2 separate regions of the Mus musculus genome follow, and region 2 is linked to region 1. Evidence: chromatin contacts called from public promoter capture Hi-C data. All regions are on one chromosome and are shown on one strand. Each heading gives the region's core, a stretch centred on a gene start, on an enhancer-like site or on the middle of the called end of the contact. The rest is flanking DNA. Distances are from core to core; before and after follow the strand shown.

Evidence for each region. Capture Hi-C pulls out chosen DNA fragments and counts their contacts.
Region 2: a promoter capture Hi-C map of adipose tissue shows a contact between it and region 1. The contact joins two enhancer-like sites. A contact is called at or near these places in 2 of 39 promoter capture datasets (3T3-L1-derived adipocytes and hippocampal neurons), 1 of 484 Hi-C or Micro-C datasets (epidermal suprabasal cells) and 3 of 9 other capture datasets (adipose tissue, liver and pancreatic islet).

Annotation. Positions count from the first base shown.
Region 1 is chr9:104,085,587-104,092,990 of GRCm38.p6, forward strand. Acad11 (acyl-Coenzyme A dehydrogenase family, member 11) reads left to right here. Exons shown (of 20, transcript NM_175324.4): 10 at 4,672-4,749; 11 at 6,006-6,144. Among named protein-coding and RNA genes, the nearest start is that of Acad11, 26 kb to the left of the region's middle. Within about 2 kb of position 3,130, at least 46 of the 459 cell types and tissues checked have an H3K27ac peak or open chromatin away from gene starts, as enhancers often do. A contact at or near this core is called in adipose tissue, where this site is marked.
Region 2 is chr9:104,238,478-104,245,028 of GRCm38.p6, forward strand. Dnajc13 (DnaJ heat shock protein family (Hsp40) member C13) reads right to left here. Exons shown (of 56, transcript NM_001163026.1): 3 at 1-63. Among named protein-coding and RNA genes, the nearest start is that of Dnajc13, 21 kb to the right of the region's middle. Within about 2 kb of position 5,269, at least 57 of the 459 cell types and tissues checked have an H3K27ac peak or open chromatin away from gene starts, as enhancers often do. A contact at or near this core is called in adipose tissue, where this site is marked.

The DNA of each region.
Region 1 (7,404 bases), core at 1,880-4,379:
TACAATGGAGAAATAGGTGATTGGGTGATACGGAGAGCAAGGGGCAGAGAGAATTCAAGGTGCTGGAAGAAATATCCGGCTTCTTGGGCCAATCCCCTTCCACCACACACAGCAGCTGCATCTGTCCCAAGCAGAGGCTATCGTAGCACTCGACAACAACAAAACACTCATGGAAGTCAGGCTCCAAGACCATGAGCGAGCTAGAGCAGCTCCCTGTATTGTTCCACTTTTTGTCTGCTTGGTGGAGTTCCAGATGGAGAGCCCAGCTCACCTTATCAGTCCATCTGATTCTTATGAATGCACACTTAGTCAGAGCCTGCCCACCACATGCCCGTGCCTGCAACCAGCCCAAGATTCCAAGGACAAGCCTAGATTGGCAGAGGGAAGAGAGGGGCTTTCTCTTTCATCTGTAAATGCTTTCTCTTTCATCTGTAAATGTGACACTGCAGCAGGGAAGGGAGGGGTCAGAGTGAGGTTGCAGTGCCTCTGAGCCCAGTGCCACTCAGCTGTTAAAATATGTGCGAAGAGTTCACAGTAAACATAAAAACAAACAAAACCCAGGCAGACTGTAGAAAGTGAAGGTTGTCCAAGCTTGTGTGGTAAGGACAGCCACTTGGTGTTGGCAGAGCTTTTAAATCTATGTTCCCACATTGATGGCATGCACTATGTCTTCATTCAAGTACTTGTAACAACCTGTGTAGTTTTATCCTGTAGATGATCAGAACAGTTCATCCCCAGCTGCAGGACATAATTTGGAATGATCTGTAGAGAAGTAAATAGATTTTCTCAAAATAAAAGAGGGAAAACATTAAATTTTTTTCAATGTTATTACAACTGAGGTGCCAAACCAAAATGGGCGTGTCTAGAAAATAATATTCTGTCATGCACTGCAGCAGCGTCTAACATTGTGTACCTTGAGCTACTGAAATTCTTGGTGGCTTTTTGTTTATATTTTTATGTATTTTCCATAACAAGAAAAAAAATAAGATTGGCAGGGCTATTTCTGTGAGCTTTTGGAACTCCCCAGGTAGCCTAAAATGAACACATAACCCATCTCTGAAACTGTACCACGCCAGTTCTTCCTTTTGAAAACCAGTGAAGAACACTAGCACTCCGATTCGGGCAGAACAAGCAACATGGTGTAGGGGGCACACACAGGCCATAGTGGTGACGTTACCAGAGTTCAAGGGAGTCTCTTCATGGTCACCAGATGATACGGGTAAATGCAGGGACCCTTGTGGAGTTCCTGGTCTCATTATTAAAAGACTTTAAGAAGTGGACTCAAATGGAAGCTTGGGGGCAGTGTTATTATACCTACAAAGGAAGGGACCCATGGCAGTCACGTTCTAAGTCTCAGGAGCTTCTCAGAGGGGAGAAGAAAAGCTAGGCCATGACACACTTAAGGAATAATTAAAGTCACCACATGGCACCGGACAGCCACATGGCAGGGAGGGAGGCTGTAGACAGAGAAGAGTAAGGAAACAATGTGCCAGAAAAAGTGGCCAGCATCCAAAGTGAAGGAACGGGGAAAGTTGAGTCAGAAAGATGGGCAGACCAAGCTAAACCCCAAGGTGGCTCAGCTCACGGGAATCTGGGCTAGGGGCAGTTAATTCTTGGAAGGAAAAGTATAGTATTTCATGAAAGGAGTAATTAGTAGTTACTCCTCCTATCTCTTTAGCATGGCTTAAGATGAACCCACCCTTCTCGGGCATGTAAACACAGGTAGGATTTGGTTCTCAGAACTGTAGCGTCATAATGAGGTAGGCAGAATGAGGACACCATAAACATCTTCCCTAATATACTCATTACCAAACACAATGAATGGCACTGACCTTCTATGGCCCCCTAGGAACAGGCATAATATGCAGCCCCAAACAGAAAGCCTAGCGATTTCCCTGACAGATGTGACAAGCGCCCTCCATCCTGGAGCCTTTGAAAGTGCGAGCCTCTGCCTTGTACATTGCTGGACCCCAGACAAGCCTTGCTTCCCTAAAAGGAACATGGTAGTCAATTGCCAAAAGCAGTGTAGTTTGGGAGAATAATCTACAATAACCTGATGATTCACACCAAAAGCTTTGACAGTTCCCATGACCTTTAACCCCATGATTCTTTTAGCTGACGTGTAGAGAGAGTAGTTGATAAAGAGATGCTGTAAGTATTTATAACTGCATCTCTAAGCTTTTGTAGAACTATCATCCCCTATTTCTATTGTACTCTTTCAGTTGTACAAAGCAGAGGTTACTATTCGGCCTGAACAGTGTAATTTAGACTTTCCCACTTTGTTATTACTTTATCGTTCATTCTTGCAACTCAGATGTTTCTCTTGGAGCCGAGCTGCTTTGCTGAGAGTCTGCGGGAGCTTTTGTGGCTGCCCTTTGGTTGGTGTTTGCTTTGTTTTGTTTTTGAGGGGATAGGTAGTACCTTGCCTATTGATGATACTTTTATTTTGTCCTAAATCTTTAATGTTTTGAGACAGGGTCTCCCTAATTAGTTCAGTCTGGCCTCAAACTCATGATCCTCCTGCCTCAGCTTCTCGAGGGCTAAGATGATAGGTACGGGTGCCGCCACCAGCAGCAGCAGCAGCCAACAGTTTGGGATATGAATTCCAGGTTGTTAATTACTTTCTCTCAGGAGTTGAAGATTTCACCCTTCAGTTTCCTTTTGACCTTGTAATTACATTTGTTCATTTATTTGGGGGGGTTGGTATGCATATTGAAGTCGGATCTGCGGGATCGAACTCTGGTCACCGCCAGTCTTGGCAGCAAGTACCCTTCCCCTCTGAGCCGTCTCACTGTCCTCTCCCATTGCTAGCTTCATGGTTGCCGTGGAAGTAAGCACTCAGTCTCCTGGGTCCGGCATATCCTTTTTCACTCACACTTTTCTTCTCTCAAGTTTCTGAACTAAGTAATTGCTTTAGCTCTTCCTGCCGTGTTGTTCAGTTCTCCATAGTCTAACTTTGGAGAGTGTGAAAAATGTCCAGAGAGCCCTTAAAGAAGAAAGGCCCAGACTCAACAAAGGACTGTAGGTGCTCGCCTGCTCTGTTGGTCCCCAGGGCCTCCCCGGGGGGCAGGAGAAGCTTCCGGTCCCACCAGCCTTTAAGAAGCTGTACTGGAGCTTGCCAGCGGTAGCCTTCTTACGGTTCATTGCCAAGGCTTCCGTTTCCTTGGCTTGCTTCCCAAGTTTGTTTTAGTAGCCCATTGTCAATCTTGTAATTCCTTTCTTTCTTTTTGGAATCTACTCACCACAACTATTTTATGCTGTGAATGTAAGCAATATCTGTGGCTGTAAGGAAACACGGCTGTTTTGCTGATTCTTGCCTGTGGTGGCTGGTTTCCTGCAGCGATTAGGGATTTTTCAGGATGGACTGTGGAGTGAATTCTTTTTTTTTTTTTTTTTCTGAAGGAGTCACATGAGTTTTTGTACCAAACTCTTTCCTCTAGAAGGGCTGGTTTAGTTCTGGACAGCTGTTTGGGGCCACTGCTGGCAGGACATTGTAAACTTAATTTGGGTGTGAGGTTTGAGGGCCGCTCAGGTCTGGCATTTAGATCCCAGGCTTGGATGAAGGCAGGTTTCTGAGCCTGACATTTCTCTCTTCTGTTTCACTGCAAACGGAGAGCTGTGTGAAGGCTTTCTCCCCAGGCTGTGCCTCCAAAGGTGCAGATTTTCTGTGTGTTTCTCTGTTCTATTTGTTCCCTCCTTGGGTTTCACTTCTCAAGCCTCCTGGCTTTGATGGAACCAAAGTTCCAAATGCTCTGTCCAGCCCCTGGCCTTATCATGAGCCTGTGCCCGACTGATGTGGCCCATTGAGAACCAAGGCCTAGGTCAGCCTCCATAGCCCAGAGGACAAACTTTAGTTCCCATCCTCCTGCCTGCCTGAAGGATGAAGCTGTTTTGTTGTTTTCTTCCAGAACAACTGTGCATTACTTAATATATCTTCAACTGGTAACACTTCACCCAGCCTTTTTTTTTTTTTTTTTTTTTTTTTTTGAGACAGGGTTTCTCTGTTTAGTCCTGGCTGTCCTGGTAACTCACTTTGTAGGCTGGCCTTGAACTCTGAAATCTGCCTGCCTCTGCCTCCCGAGTGCCGGGATTAAAGGCCTGTGCCACCACACCCGGCCTCACCCAGCCTTTTTAGTTGAGAGGTTTCTATGCCCACTGTGTACCATGTTGCTGGAGACAGAATATGTAAACCTTGGGAATCAGATTATTACTGTCTATTACTGTCTAATATCGAGGCAGAATAATTTTTTTTGTTTGGTTTTTCAAGACAGGGTTTCTCTGTGTAGCCCTGGCTGTCCTGGAACTCACTTTGTAGACCAGGCTGGCCTCGAAGTCAGAAATCTGCCTGCCTCTGCCTCCCGAGTGCCGGGATTAAAGGCCTGTGCCACCACGCCCGGATCAGAATAATTTTTGATGAACAAATATTTAGAAGTTTTTTTATTCTGCACCTATTAATAAAAAGAAACATTACTAACCAGGATGGTGACACATGCCTGTAATCCCAGCGCTTAGGCAGCTGATGCAGAATTAGGAGTTCCAGCCCACACATATTTGAATGCGCCAGCACACGCGAGCGCGTGCACACACACACACACACACACACTCATGGTTTTCATGACATTGTGGCTTTGTACTAACTTGGTCTAATCATTTTCTCTTCACTGTCTTAAGGAAGTAGCTGAATACTATGCTCAAAGTGGAAACTCAGCGGAAAAGTGGGGACACCCCTTAGTGATCGAAAAACTAAAGGTAAGAGAGACAAGAAGGCACTCAACATGGGGAGCTGCATGTTTGGGGGCCCTTAATTATCATCGTCATGTAGATAAAGGATAACCTCAATGATAATAACTTTTCCCTTTTCTTTATGGTCTTGATACATTGATCAGGCTGGACTCAACTCGTGGCAGTCCTCCTGCTTCTGCTGCCCAAGTGTCTGGATGATAGGCATGATACCTCATGCTCCAGGAATAACTCTTTTTTTGGGGTGTTTGTTTTGGTTTGTTTTTTGTCTCTTGTTTTTCAAGACAGGGTTTCTCTGTGTAGCCATGGCTGTTCTGGAATTTGATTTGTAGACCAGGCTAGCCTCAAACTCAAAGAGACCCACCTGCCTCAGTCTCCCAAGTGCTAGGATTAAAGGCATATAACACTATGTCTGGCCATCAGAAATAACTTTCTTAAAAATACAAGGTTTTTTAAAATCTGGGTTTTTAAAAATCTTATTTGTTTGTGGTGACCCACACCTGTAATTCAGCTAGCACTTGGGAGGGGAGCTGAGGCTGAAGGTGGAGGATTGCTGCAAGTTAGAGGCTAGCCTGGGCTACATAGTGAGCCAGAGCTGCTGTATGAGTTCCTTTGTGGATAGAAAGGAAGCAAGTGGGGTGAGGGGAGGGGAGGGGAGGGGAGGGAAGGGGAGGGGAGGGGAGGGGAGGGGAGGGGAGAAAAGAGCGACTATCAGACCTGTCCTACTTGGCCTCCTGACTGTGGCTCTGATGCACTAGTCTCATTATGCTGCTCCTTGCTCACCATCTCTGAAGTGAGCTGAAGCCAGAGCAGGCTGTGGGACACAGAAGCTGGGCTCTGACTTAGTGGGAGAGCTCCTCTCTTGTCCATGCAAGGTCCTGGGTTTGTCCAGCAAGGAGCAAGGCCAAGCAGGACATTTGTGCAGTATGGTGTCAGGTCACATGCAGGTAACATGTTTTCAGATCTTAACCTGTAATGCATGTAAGATTTACACTCAAATGTGTGTGTGGGGGTCGTTGTAACCATTCTGTCTGAATGAGAAGCGTTTAAGTGTGCAAATGTAGTTTTAGAGCCAAGACTAAGGGAGCCTGGAAAGCAAGACATTTCCTTAATTATTAAGCAACTGCTGACTTTCAGTGAGTTGCTATACAATGAAATAACATCCTTAAATGCTTTTATATTTCAAAAAGCATTACCACCAATAACTGTTTAAAATAACCTACTTTGTTTGGTAAATTGTAATCACTTGTCCATCCCCTTGACAGGAAATAGCCAAAGCAGAGGGCCTGTGGAATTTGTTCTTGCCAGCTGTGAGCGGTCTCAGCCAGGTGGACTATGCCTTGATTGCTGAAGAGACAGGAAAATGCTTTTTTGCTCCAGATGTTTTTAACTGCCAAGCACCAGGTGACTACACATAGTGTTCTTTAACATTTTGAACAGGGTCTAAAATCTTTTTTTAATAAGGAAGGTTTTCCTATACAAAGTCATTCCCGAACAAACGTGAGCATAGTTTCACAGCTACTCCAAATGCAGTATACAAGTGGAGTTGAGGTCCTCAGTGGGCTGTTCTTTTAATCAGCATCATTACATTAAGACTGCCAGTAGCCAGAAGTAGCCACCAAGAGGACTGGCTATGTAAACACCCCACTTCCTGGTTGGGGTTGGGTATTTCTATAGCTAGTTAAACTCCCAGTCTCTCCATTGTGTGAAACTTTTTCCCAGAAGGCTGCCTTTGTTTCTGTCAAGGGCTCGCAGCCATGTTTCCAGAACACTGTAAACTCAAATGGCAGAATTTCCTATAATGCCCTGTTCAAGGGACTCAGAACTGCCTTTTATTATATGGCTCTGGTGTGAAGGCTTTCCCCAGAAGAGTTGGCACCATGTTGAACCAACAGAAGTGGGTATGCAAGTGTAGTGGATCCCAGAGAGGAGTCCAGGCTTAGCAAAGTGGCTCATGCTAAACTGACTCCCTTGTGTGTAAAATTCAGGTCAGTTGATAGGCTTCTAGAAGATAGTGCTTATTCCTGGCAAAGTCTCCCTTCTGTCTGCACCAATTTCTCAAGTCTCTGCTGCCCTGCACTGTAATCGGTCAAGAGGCTATCTATGGTAAGAGAAACGTGTCCTCAGTGTCCTAAGATCTTACCCCAAACCTTCCATGCTGTTAGGACACACTGCATATGCTGTGTGATTTTATATAAAAGGAAATGAACTGGAAATCCTGAAGTTCAAAGCTTTTTTCCCTACTCTTCCTAATAAGACATGCCTTATGTTGCCACCCAATATGTAGCATGTAGGTAGATGGATACATATTCCTCCTATATTATATTATATATATGTAATATATAACATATATAAATATATATTATGTTTATCTAACACAAGTCTCATGAAACTACCTTTCCTTACTACATGTGACATTCAGATGTCTTCTTTTTTTTTTTTTTTTTTTTTGGTTTTTCTGAGACAGGGTTTCTCTGTGTAACCCTGGATGTCCTGGAACTCACTCTGTAGAGCAGGCTGGTCTCGAACTTAGAAATCTGCCTGCCTCTGCCTCCCGAGTGCTGGGATTAAAGGTGTGCGCCACCACCGCCTGGCCAGATGTCTTCTATACCTAATGTATTAGTTTTGTTCTGTTTTTAGAGTGTGTTAGACATATTCTACTAT
Region 2 (6,551 bases), core at 4,019-6,518, 160 kb after region 1:
TCTAAGGTATTGGGATTATAGGTAGTAACTGCATGGGTTCCAACTGAAAAGACTCGTTTATACCTACAAGGAAAGACATGCTTACATTTAGTATTAAGCAACAAATTTTTAAATGAAAACATATGATATTAACACAAAATGAATACACTTTCATATTTTTCTATAAATAGAAATATGTTGGCTGATCAATAGTTCAATGGTGATTAAATATAGTTTATTTTTATATTTTCAAATTTAATGTCCTAAAATGTTATCAAAATTAAAATCTATCCGCCACTTATTTTAGTGGGAACTATTAATATTCTTGCATAAAAAGTATGACCTTGGGGCTAGAAAGATAGCTCAGTGGTTTAAGAGCACTGTGTGCTCTTTCAGAGGACCTGTGTTCAGTTCCTAGCACCCATGTGGCAGCTCACAACTGTCTGTGTAACTCCAATTCCAGGGGATCCGATACCCTCACACAGACATGTGTAGGCAAAATACAAATGCACATGAAATAAAAACAAAGAAAAGTTATATTTATTTTTAAGGAAGGAAAGAAGGAATGAAAGAAGGAAAGAAGGAGAAGGAAGGAAAGACGACCGACCTCTGGACAAACATGGTGATGTTACCACAAATTAAGGTGGTAAGACACCAGCCAGGATGCTACAAGAATTCTAAATACGACATTTCTCTTTTAACAAAACACTGCAAATGGCTAATTCTTTCAAAGTATCCTTTCATTATAACCACAATAGGAGGAAGGGAAGTATGGCTGGCAACTGCTCAGCACAGCGCATAAGGGAACGTTAGTTCCAAGTGAAGCAACTGCCTGTCGAGTGTCTGTGCTGCAACTCTGAACACGGAGGAAGCGCTTCCACTTCTCACTGCAATGCCTTTAATGAAAGAAACATACTCAAACAGGAAAGCCGACCTCAATTATCAGTAACACTGATGAAGAGAAGCTCGTACTGAGAAAAGCAGAAATTAGGAAAAAAACATTTAAAAATAAAGACAGCTCTTTAGATATAAAACAAAAATGAGCAACACATTAGTTAGAATAAGAAAATGTAAGAAAAAAAAAACGAGGAACAAAAAAACTCACTGCCACAGACACGGACTAAAGGAAAAAAAATCCGCTACATGCCAATGCAGATAAATTTCAAACTTAAGATCAATCATTGCAAAGAAGAAGGTCAGAAGCTGTAAAGACTGACACCATCCAAACCCCAGACGCAGCAGTCTAGAGTGGAGAACCGGCAACGCCCATGCTCTAAGTGGAGAACGGTAATGGAGGCATCTTAACTCTGATACTAAAACTGCAACGACAAGGAAAACTGAGACACTGGCCTGTTATTAAAGCAAAAAATGAATAACAACCAAGTAGCTTCAGAGAAACAGTTCAATTAGGAAGAAAAAAAAACCCAAAACCCAAATTTTTCATGACTAATAACTATTGAAAATACTTCAGTAATACCCAAATGATAAAAATGGGCACTAAAATAAATCAAATAGTTTCCAGACCTCTAAGTTTTCCTGCCTTTAACTGCTTTATACTTTAAAAAAGTGTACAAGGGCTGGAGAGATGACTCAGCGGTTAAGAGGCTGCTCTTCAGAGGTCTTGAGTTCAATTCCCAGCAACCACATGGTGGCTCACAACCATCTGTAATGGGATTTGATGCCCTCTTCTGGTATGCATGAAGACAGAGTACTCATGTACATAAAGTAAATAAATCTTTTTTAAAAAAGAGACGTTCAATACATTAACCAAAAGCTACTACTAGACTCAAGAGGAATCCATCATGCTTCCATCAGAGACAGGGTAACCAAGTGCACTGAAAGAGCCTACAATATTTAGGGGTCTGTGCCAGCGCCCTTGGCTACCCTCCAGCCTGACAGTGAAGCCCTCTTGCTGAAGACACTTTGAACTTGAGCCAATAGAACATGGAAATATCAAGCTGGTGCTGACCCGGAAGCTTCCAGAGTGTCTCGAGGTGCCGCACACACTCCAGGGGAGAAACAGCAAGCATCAATCTTACCCAGCTGTGACTGTGTAAGCCACAGTGAGAGGTGGCCGGGCAAGAAACGCCCACTGGAACAGAGTGGCCCAACTGTCACAGGAGTAACACAACTACCTTCTAAGTGGATTTAAGACCCACTCTGCAACATGAAACCAAGAACTGAGACTAGCCAAGCCATAGGTTCTAGAGGGGAACCTACTACTGTTATCCTACTAAATGGGCAAACTAGTAAACTGACTCCTAATGACGGAATCTTACACCGATAGATTAGTGCCATCCCTCAACCCTCCTCAGAGAAGCTTCTATTCGAAGAAGATGGTGAGTAACACAGGATCCACAATGGATTACGGTGCTGAGAGCAGGAGACTGGAAAGCTCAGCCCCAAATGACACAGGTATATCAAAGCTCCTTCTCGAAAGGGCCTGCGGTCATTGTGGGATAGGGGTGGAAAGAAAGAGCCAAAGGTGGGGAATGGCTCTAAGGAAATGGTGTCTTCCAGATTCAACAGGTCAGCTTCACATATCAACTCACAGAAATTGTGACATATACAAGACCTGTGTAAGCTCAAGCCATACCAAATCCCAATATGGAGAGCAGAGATGGGCATCAATGGGGGCAGAGATGCCCCCACCCCCATCCAAAGAAACCACTGCTAATTAATAGCTGCTGAGAAAAGGAGTCAGCTTTCTTCACGAGCACAGCCCTTGGTAACCAACCATAGTGTCAATGAAGGGCACATATCCAAGAATATATAAACAACACAAACTGGACTTCATGGGCATTAAAAACAAACAACATAATTTCTTCATTGTCCATTTTTTCTAATCAGTATACCATATAATAATAATGTCAAAGTTATTTCCATATGGGCAAAAAGAAAATGAGCCGGGTGTGGTGGCACACGCCCCAGCACTCGGGAGGCAGAGGCAGGCAGATTTCTGAGTTCGAGGCCAGCCTGGTCTACAGAGTGAGTTCCAGAACAGCCAGGGCTACACAGAGAAACCCTGTCTCGAAAAAAACAAACAAAACAAAACAAAACAAAACAAAAACAAAACAAAAACAAAAAAAGATAGGATGTGAATTTTTTATCATGGATAAAATTCATACTGTATTTTTCCCCAAAATGTTTAAGTCTAAAGTAGAACAAGAAACTAAAGAATGAAAACTTCTTTCTTCAAACAACATATTTCTCCCTAAGGTGAAGTCAGTGACTAGTGAAGTAGGCAAAGACTTCTCTCCACAGCTAGACATAAAACAGCAAAGAATTAGTCAATTAATGGGAACTAAAAGAAACACGTGGTTCTATAACTGATATTTGACCTGAAATATAAAATGAAATCATATGTTCAACAGAAATAATTCAAAAGTTATTTTCTAGAATCTTCTTTGAGTATGAAAAATCAGACTTTCTGCAATCCAGAAGGCAACACGCACATGCCCGTGCAAGCGCGCGCACATGCATGCACGCACACATACATGAACAAACCAAGACTGCAAAATTGATTTCATTTGTGAGTGAAGAGAACAGCAATTACAGGTCTAAAAGTGTCCCAAGAGTCAGCTGCCGTGTGCTTTATCTGAGGACCTGCTAAGAATGTTTACTTCTGTGTGTTCTTCTCACCTTCCTACCTTACCAAGCCCTTTCCAACCTCTGCATCAATCTTAACTGATGTTAGTGCTTACGTCTATATTTTTTGTGTTGTGTAATATTTCAATATATGTGTGTATTATGTAAAGCTCAAGCCAGAGTCTACACATCCATCTCCTGAACATCTGTCATAGCTTTCCACTGAGAATCCTCCTGGTTGTTTTGAAATACTGTTATTGTGAGCTGTGCACTACAACTCCTGAGGCAGGGAGAGCAAGCCACGCCTCATGTGTGCTACACAAGTGCTCTACACTGATGTCTTTTCCCTAAGTGTCCACCGACGGGCGGTTTCTCATTCTTCCCCCCTCGTAAACCTGTGGTAAAGTACCAGTATGTTTTCAACTTTCACAAGACAAACGTTTTAAGACTCTACCTGTCTGAGCTCCACATAGTACCCACCTTTCTTCTATGCCTGGCTTACTGTGATCTTAGTTCTATTCATGTCACAAATGACAATTTCATTCTTTTTACACCTGAATGATATCCCACTGTGTGTACGCACCACCACACTTTGTACATCTGTCAGGGTACTTACAATGTACCATTCCTGGGCTTGTGTGAATAGTTGTAAAATTAAGCATGAGAGTGAAGATGTTTATTTATTTATTTTTAAATTGTCTCTTTTGTTTATATACCCAATAGTAGTTTATCTGTATCCTATAATAGTTTTGCTTTGGCGTTTTTAAAGACCTCTCTTAAGTATCCTACGTTACATTCCAACCAACAGTCTAAAGGCCACTTCCTATCTGTCGTCCCCAGGACCTGCCTTTAGTCTTCCTGGTGATGCCATTCTTAATAAGGTGAAGTGACACCTTGCAGTTTCACTACATTTCCCTGATGATTAAAGACCCTGAGCATTTTTTCACACGTGTGGTCATCTGCATGTTTTTAAAATGACTATGTAGTGCTTTTGTCCCCAGCTTTTTGTCTGTTTGGCTCCTGGAGTTCCTTCCAGGTTCTGACTATTAGCCCCTGGTCAACTGAATAATTTGCAGGTGACATTCTCTCACTCTGGAGCGCGTCCCCACTTGCTCTGGTTCAGTAGCAGGCTTCCAGTTTGATGGCATGTGTTTATTTTGCTTTCTTTTCCTGTGCTTGAGAGTCTTGTTACTCTATCCTGCCCCCCCCCCCCAAATCTTAGCCATTTCAATACCTTAAAATATTTCTGTGTTTTCTTCTCAACATTTTGGTTTAGGCCCTGTATTGGGATTGGTTTTTCGAACTGGTGAGAGGTGAGGGTGTAGTATCATCATCTGTGTCTTTGTGTACATCCAACTTTCCCAGCACTAGCACTGTAAAGGCCATCCCTCCTCAACTCACCACCGCCATGGATGCTAGGTCTACACTAGCCTCTACTCGGCTCCAAAGCTCTGCTTTACCCAGGGCCATGCTACTTCAATCTCTACAGCTTTGTTCAATGTGGAGTAAGCTACATAAGACCTCTTGCTTTCTTTTCCCTCAGGGAGGCTTTAGCAACCTGGGGTTTTGTGGTCGTTTTATTTGGATTTGAGAATTTCTTTTTACGTTGTGAAGAAAAGAAAAAGGCATCTCTTCTCTTGTCCAGCTTGCTCCTGAACATAAGCATAACAAGTTACCGGCTTCACTGTCCTCCTCTCCTCCCCTCCCCTCACCCCCATCCTGCTCTGGGGTCAGTCACCATGACTGTCTCTAATATGAGCATCTGTCACTGAATTTCACAGGCCAAATGTCAATTTTCTACTAGTACTGTGCTTAAAATCCTGTTTGGATACTAAAGTCCCATTCAAATTTATAGCATCTGCTCTGCCAACAAATACTGGAGTGATCCAGGAGAAGTCCATCCTCGTAGATTCCATCTAGAAAAACCAACATGTGACTCTGAAGTTCCCACAGTGGATCTGCACTTCCACTTTAGCTGAACATCTGTTCCTTCCTTCCGGCCTTAAGTGGCTTGCTTAACCCAAAGAGGACATTTTTTTCATGGAAGAAAAGTGCTTTTACTCTCTGTAGTCTCCCTTTCTTGTTCCCAGAAGAAACATGTAATTAAATTATGTATGGACTTCCCGAGTGGGAGAAACAAGTAGAGAAGAAAGCTGCTTTGCCAGCCCGTGGACTAGACTCACAACAACCCTTTACTCATAAAAGCAGGAAGCACCTGCAAGTGAGGCCCGGTGGGACCGCACAAAGATACAGAAATGGGTCACGTGACATCTCTGAGGCACAACCTGGAAGGTTATCTCTAAGTGAGGCCCGTGAAGAGAAAGCAGAGGTACGTATTCATTTGATTGCCACAATCAGTAAATTTCCCCAGATGGAATAGCAATGTGTATGTGTCTAGAATCTCTTAAAACAGGCCCCAATTCTTAAAAAAAAAAAAAAAAACAAAGAAAAGAAAAAATATCACATGGAGAATGTATTGTATAAATACATTTTTAGAGAGAAGGTTCAACTAGGAATTAAAAATAAAATTTTGATTCATGGCTGGGTAGTGGTGGCACACGCCTTTAATCCCAGCACTTGGGAGGCAGAGGCAGGCGGATTTCTGAGTTCCAGGACAGCCTGGTCTACCGAGTGAGTTCCAGGACAGCCAGGGCTACACAAAGAAACCCTGTCTTGAACCCCCCCCCCACAAAAATAATAAATAAATAATAAAATTTTGATTCGTGTTTTAATTTTTTTATGTTAAGACTGTTGAAGAATATTTTAAACTCAGATTCAAATTGGTCAGAAAATAAATAAGAACAATGGATTTTAGTGCTGCACGATGCACACAGCAAACTGAAACCACTGAGAAAAGGGGATTGAAAAGAAAACCCTGTTGAAAGGAACCGCCAAGTAAGTGGAAGGTCTTCTGTTTATGGGTGGGAAACATTAGCTCTGCCGAGTCAACGCCACTAAAACCCCAGCCACTTGCAGTGAGATTA